Linked DNA regions of Mus musculus: region 2 is linked to region 1. Evidence: chromatin contacts called from public HiChIP or PLAC-seq data. All regions are on one chromosome and are shown on one strand. Each heading gives the region's core, a stretch centred on a gene start, on an enhancer-like site or on the middle of the called end of the contact. The rest is flanking DNA. Distances are from core to core; before and after follow the strand shown.

What was found. HiChIP or PLAC-seq counts read pairs in DNA pulled down with a chosen protein or histone mark.
Region 2: an HNF4G HiChIP or PLAC-seq map of pancreatic cancer cells shows a contact between it and region 1. The contact joins the promoter of Leprot here to the enhancer-like site in region 1. A contact is called at or near these places in 3 of 39 promoter capture datasets (embryonic stem cells, neutrophils and pre-B cells), 2 of 484 Hi-C or Micro-C datasets (the G1E-ER4 cell line and cardiomyocytes), 3 of 115 datasets of contacts at active chromatin or transcription factors (embryonic stem cells and pancreatic cancer cells) and 1 of 9 other capture datasets (embryonic stem cells).

What each region holds. Positions count from the first base shown.
Region 1 is chr4:101,290,877-101,293,996 of GRCm38.p6, reverse strand. It overlaps Gm12796 (a long non-coding RNA gene), which reads left to right. Exons shown (of 2, transcript XR_003955080.1): 1 at 1-912; 2 at 1,477-2,309. Among named protein-coding and RNA genes, the nearest start is that of Gm12796, 3.2 kb to the left of the region's middle. Within about 2 kb of position 1,341, at least 321 of the 459 cell types and tissues checked have an H3K27ac peak or open chromatin away from gene starts, as enhancers often do. A contact at or near this core is called in the G1E-ER4 cell line, cardiomyocytes, neutrophils and 2 more, where this site is marked.
Region 2 is chr4:101,645,766-101,649,129 of GRCm38.p6, reverse strand. It overlaps Leprot (leptin receptor overlapping transcript), which reads right to left and starts at 1,347. Exons shown (of 4, transcript NM_175036.4): 1 at 1,305-1,347. The coding sequence starts at 1,320.

The DNA of each region.
Region 1 (3,120 bases), core at 92-2,591:
GGGAACTTGGCATTTTAGATCTGATCTTGGAGAAACGTTCGTGGTCCCTCTCTTTTTCATTAGGTATTTTGTGCGATATTTCGAGTGCTCTCAACTGGTGAAAATAACTGAAATGAGTAGCTGATACCTTCCCGGGACACTGCCAAATTTAGCCCTTTTAGGGGCTAGACTTATTGCTTCCTTTTGTAATGTGGAGTCAGGAGTTGCAGTGATTGCTAAGGAAGGCGCACTATTTTCTTAAAAGGAAACCATCCCCCACCTCGTCCTTACAACTACAACCCAGACATTGCCTGCAGTCTACATTAGCTAGGTGACTTCAGGCACACCATTTAATTTCTAGGTTTCCTGTCTCTAAGATAATGGCGTGGACTACTGACACAGTCTTCTGTATGCTGCCTCCACGCTTCCTGGGTCCACCGTCGGTGTCAGGGCGGATTCCTGAAGATCTGCAATACAGCTTCCCCCTCCTTCCTCTATGGCACATGCCTGTTTCTCCCCCACCCCCAAAACGTGCTGCTTGAAGGTATACCACGGAGAAGGGCCAAGTCAGCTGTAGCCACCCGGCGCCAGCCTGGAGCTGGTGGCTGCTGCGTGAACTTGCCCTTCTTTGACAAGTGCATTCTAGACGTTAAAGTGCGGCCCAGTCACCCGAAGAAATACGGCTTGGAGTGCGCCTGAGGTCGGGGCGGGGACGCCGCGGTTCTTTGCTAGGCTTGGAAACCTGGGAACCATTTCAGGCTGGGTGCGAGTCACGGGGCGATTGCACGGCAGGGATTGTGCAATGGGGCCGCGGCGGGGGACCCCGCAGGAAGTGGGGGAGGCGGCCACCGCGCTAACTCTTTACATCTAGCTTCCCAGCGGCTTCAGCGGGGTGCAGCCGAACCGGGGACCTTCTGCGGAGGGGATCAAAAGGTCCGCCTCCCCGCCGCCAAAGCTGGCCTGGCCCAGGACCCAGGGCTGCCCAGCGCCCGGTGCAGGCTCGCTGACATACGCCCGCGGGTTCCTGGGCGCTCCTCCGGCCGTAGATCCTGAGACATGCATACTGTTATTAGCCTCTCTTCGAAGTCCGGGGACAGGCTAGATATGGGACGGGTGGCTGAGATGCAAGTGTATAGGGCGTTGGCCCAGACCCGAAACTAAGTTCTGTTTCCGGTGGCTGTGTGTGTGCTTTTGGGGCCCTTAGGGTGGTATCATGGTATTTGTTGGAAGAGCTGGATAGCATTCCACAGATCTGGTCACTATTTTCAGTAAGATTTGGGGAAACAGAGGCACCAATTGAACTAGTTGCCAGTTATCCCAGCAGTAGGCTGAGGAGGGAGGATTGCAGCGAGATAGACACAGGCCAGCCTGGGGTGCACAGTGAAACTGAGAGACAGAGGAGAAAGGAGAGCGGAGAGAGATGGGGAAAGGAGAGAAGTGGGAGTTGAAATTACGAGTTTGCCCATCTAGGGGCTTACTTCGCCCTCCTTTTGGCAGAGCTCTCAGAAACATCTGGGCCTGGGTTTCCTGATAGTGACACCCGGCGGAGACCTGAAGTAGCCTCGATCGACGCTGGCTCTTGCAGGCGGAAGATCGAATTCAGTCCACAGAAAATTCAACGTAAGCCCGGTGTCATCTCACTAAACGACAGCTACAGCCGTCTCTTGGTCCCATTCTAGGGCTATTCTGGTCAGTTCGCGGGTCCACGCGCCACTGCCTTCCCTCGCGGCAGCTTCCGAGCAGCTCGGAGGCTGGAGCGTGACTTCTCAGCGGCAGGGCGGCGGTGGCGTGGGCGGGCATCTCCGGGAAAGCGAGCAGAGGAAGTGGAGTCAACGCGCAGGCCGCTTGCCAGCGCGGGCCTCGGGGACACAGCGTGGGGCTGCGGAGCTCCGAGCTGGCCTGTCTGCGCCTCCTGCAAACTCCAGGAACTGCTACAGCCCAGAGCAGCTGGTTCCAGCTGTGCAAAGTCCAGTAAATTGAGCTGAGCACAGCACGCTCCCTCTGAGGCGCCCTCCTGTAGCAGTTTCAGGGTGCACACGGAACTTTGGAGAAACATTTATCAGGAAAGCAAAATAGGCTAATGGGAGGATTTCTTTGTTTTAATCATAAAACCTTGAAAATTATCCCAGCTGTTTGGATAATCTTTTTTTAATCATAAAATGACTAGTCTTTAAAAAGTCAGGTAATTTTTTTCAAAACCTGAATGAAAAAAAAAATTGAAATGGCAGCACTCAGACCCACTAACAGCATGATTAATAACCGTACTACATGAACTCACAAGAACCAAAACATTTACTAACATTTTCTTGTTTAAATATTACTTTAAAAAATATGTTCCATGCATATGTTAATGATTACTATGCATTTTGCATTTACTTAACCAATGCCCCATCGAAGAACGTAAGGTTGTATATTGAATGATGATGTTTAAATAGGACTTTGGTGTTCAGCCTTGCAGCTCGATCTTAGAAGGCATTCTCAACTATTTACATAGATAAATTTCCTACAGGGTGTATTAATTGAGGGTTGATAAGCATTGCCCTCCCCCCAGGCCTGTCCTGCTTTATTGCTTTTTGCTCCTATTTCCACCAGTTTGCCCAGATTTTCCATACCGTATACTCACTAAGTATCTCTAAGTATCACACAACAAATATTCCAGGAGACAAAGTGCACCACAGCAGAGAAATCAATAAACGTTGTTGTCAGTGGTCTCACTAATGTTAAAGCCCTGTGCCGCCAGGTCCTGAGATTAAGAAAAGACTTGTTTCCAGATCGGCAGGTTTCAGGGAACAATACAGAAGAATGAGGAGGGCACAGTGGGCATTCTGGTGAAGAAACACAGTGCCCTAGGTGCCTGGTATGTGTTCATTGACTTGGGGAATGGCGTGTTGTCTTATGTAACTTCTTGTACTGAGAATAAACTAGGAAAGAGGGCAGGGACTCAAGAAAAAGATAGAGTTTGTTATGCTGAAGAAGAAAGGAGGGAGAGAAAGGAGGAGGAGAGAAAGAAAGAAAGAAAGAAAGAAGAGAAGGGAAGGGAAGAAGAGAAGCGAAAGAGAAAAGAAAAGAAAGGAAAAGAAAAGATAAGTTTGGGCTGCAAGTGTAGCTGAATGTTAGAGCTTTGTGTATGGGGTCTTGGGT
Region 2 (3,364 bases), core at 98-2,597, 360 kb before region 1:
AACATCTGCTAGTTGCAAACAAGGCCACACCCTCATTTGGCAGCAGGGAGTTACAACTTAAAACATATCTTTTGGAGCAACATGATTCCCTCCACTATATTATCTCTATGTTCTCAACTGTCAGAGCACACATCATTTTCTTACACAGCAATATAATTATTTTCGGCAATCAACTCAGTCCAAACTTCTCACTTATCTTTTATCCCAAGTCTCCAGCATAGTTTCTCAATAACAGTTGAATTATGGGCAAAGTTTTACTTCCTTGTGCTCTTGTCTACTTCATAGCCTTTGTTCCTTTTCACTACATAGGCCCATAAATTACTGTTGCTACTTTGTACTTTCTGTCCAGGACTGAACACTCTGTAGTAGTGAGACACAATTTTACATGCTTTCTACACTGTCTTCAAATGGATACGTCATACAGTGGACATTGCCCAAGTAAACCATGTTTACTTTGATTTGAAATACAAAAGTCCCCCCAAAATGGTTAGCTATGTCTGTTACTAGTTGTGCACAGATAATGTACAGTGCATCCACATGAGTATACACTGTATCCATCTTACAGATGTTGGTGAGTGGGAAGGTCTTTGTGGATAGTTTTCAAAGAAAGGAAGTCCAACACAGAGATAAATTAAGTCTTCTCTGTGCGGATGACCAGAAATCCAAATACCAGGAAGCCTTCCAGTAACTTTGTCCCCACCCAACGCCCAAAGCTCTGCATTCACACAGATCAGGGTGATAATCTTTCGGTACCCTCCTTTCATCACCATTCAAGAACACAAACAGCACATACTGCTCTGTTCACAGACCAGTAAACACTCAAGAAAAGTCTTGTTAAAATCCCATCTAATTGCAGCCCCAAGGTTGCGTCGAATAGGGTATTTCTGGTTACTTTCCAAAGTGCCACACGCCCGAAATTATTCTGCCCAGCGAGAAAAACCGTAAGGGAACAACAGGACCAAGTTTCCAACACACATCCTGGACACAAAGGCTCCTCTGTAAGCCACAGGAAACTGCGGCGGGGCAGGAAGGTGAGGATGTGGGACCCTGATGTGACCTACGGAGAACTGAAAAGCCCAGGGGACCACTGTGGAACGTACAGCCCACGGGAGAAGCCCCCGCCTGGGAACTGACGGGCGTGGGCGTGGGCGCGAGCGTTTATAGGCTCCGCAAAACACCTCTGCCGCGCATTCGGGAGGCCGCGGTCTGCAGGAACTCGCACACCCGCACACAGGCTGCTCGCCATGCAGCCTGGAGCCAGGAGCGACCCCACCCACTAGCCGCGGGCGAGGGTCGCAGTGTACCTTTAACGCCCGCCATGTCTCTGGAGCTGGGGCTGTCGCTGCTTCCGGCTTTCTCCAAAAGCCGCCCACACCCAGACTAGCCAGGGCCGGCGCGCGAATCCAAAGCCCGGCCCGCCCCCTGACGGTATTGACTTCCTACCCAACCAACGGAGCCCCGCCCCTTCATTAGGCCCCGCCCCTGATTTTAGACTCCGCCCCATCCCGTGGCTTCCCGCCCCCAGAAGCCCAATCCCACCATCCATGCAGAACCTGATTCCTACTGGTTTAGAATTCTGCCAATTACAACCTCACACCCAATTATGCCAGATTCTGCCCTACAGGCACTCAGTATTTCCTATACTGGTTCTGATCCCTGCCACTCTGAGCTCCTCCTCTGCCGGGCCCGGTTCCGCTCGGCCCACAGTTCCGCCACTCTGGCACATAATCCTGCCTCCAGCTCATGGAGACCCTCCCCCAACGCCTTCCTCCACTTCGCGGACTCCGCCCCCAGTTGGCTGAGCTCAGTCCCTGCCAGCACGGATCCCAATCCGCCATGCAGAACTCCACCCCATTGGACTGATCCCGCCTCCGCCACTCATAGCTCGGACTCTACTGGTCCTACTTCCTGCCACTCAGAACTTCATTCCAGTAGTCTCCCAGTTTGTTCAGCACCGCCCCGCTGGCCGGGAACTCCGCTCCTAGTCTCAGCCCCCTCCCACTTTGATTACTTCAGAATAACTCCTTTATTTTAACTCTTCGGGGGATCCTGGATTCTGAGACATCTCAGCCCTGTTTCTCAATCTGGGGTCCATCCCTTCCTCACTGTCGTGACTTGGGGCCCAGGCTCTGCCTCAGGAGATTCTAGATGCTCACCATCACCCTGGCTGGCTGTTAGGAAACTTGCCTGAAAGGACTGGTGGAAAAAGTGGGGCACGGGATAAGGATGGGGAGAGGTTACCTTCCAGGACGACTCTTCCTGTGTGCCTGTGTGGTTTGTTTTGAGAGTGTGTGGCTGATATAGTAGAGATCGGGAGTGAGTGACAGCACCAGAAATCAGGATTAGAGATATCCCTATGTAAGATCTTTGACTTTTGTATAGATTTGCTTGCTTTGTAGCAAACTACATTAACATTTTGTGTAAACTACCGCGTCCGTCTATCCCCCTCATTCATTACAAACTCTGTGGGTCCGGATTTCTTTAGGTCCTTAAATAAACGCAGGCCTGCAAGTAACTAAGGCCAATTTTCACTCCTCCAGATCCATCTTATTCTTACCTTCTTCAGTGGAATCTTCCTTCATCTTAGAAACCATCCAGTAGTCCAAGTCCTCTACAGAAAGCAGTTCAGAAAGAATAGGAACTGAACCAAACAGCTCTTTAGACAAGGTTAGAAAGTCAAAACCCACGAAGTTCTAAACTTAAAAGGAAAATATGTATATACACATATATATGTATATACATATATATATGCTTAATCTGCTAAGAACCTAGTATACAATCAGTGATTCTGAGAGGCACATTTGCATAACTTACCACAATAGAGCAATTGTTCTCCTTTAGACTGTTAATACTATTGTAACCATTACAACAAGTTAAGCCATTGTACCATTGAGAGTGTGTACAGGATGAAGCTTGTACACAGGGTCTGCAGTGTCAGGCATGTGCCAGCATCATGGACAACGTACCTGGTGAAAATGGGGGATTATGGTGCCTATAAAAGCACTCAGAAAATTGCTCTGCCAGACCTGTGTTTTTAACTTCTCCTTTATAAGCACTGAGATCTGTTAGTGAGGAGGTAGGTTTTTCCCACCTTAAATAAAGAGATTATGTGATGTAAACCGTCCCACTCTCCTTCCACCCTCAACCACACTGTTTGTTTCTCTCCGACTGCTTTCTGCCAACAACAACTGGACTGAGTACTTTACCTGAGAAAGTGGACTTTTCCTGTGCCAGATGTTGCACCAAAAACCATCCTACTCACCAATTCCACATTTCCACAAGAAGAAAAGCCACTGGAACCTGCATCTCCCTCCGACCAGCCCCCTCCTATGTTACTCAGCTGTTTAACCTGGGCCACTGTCTG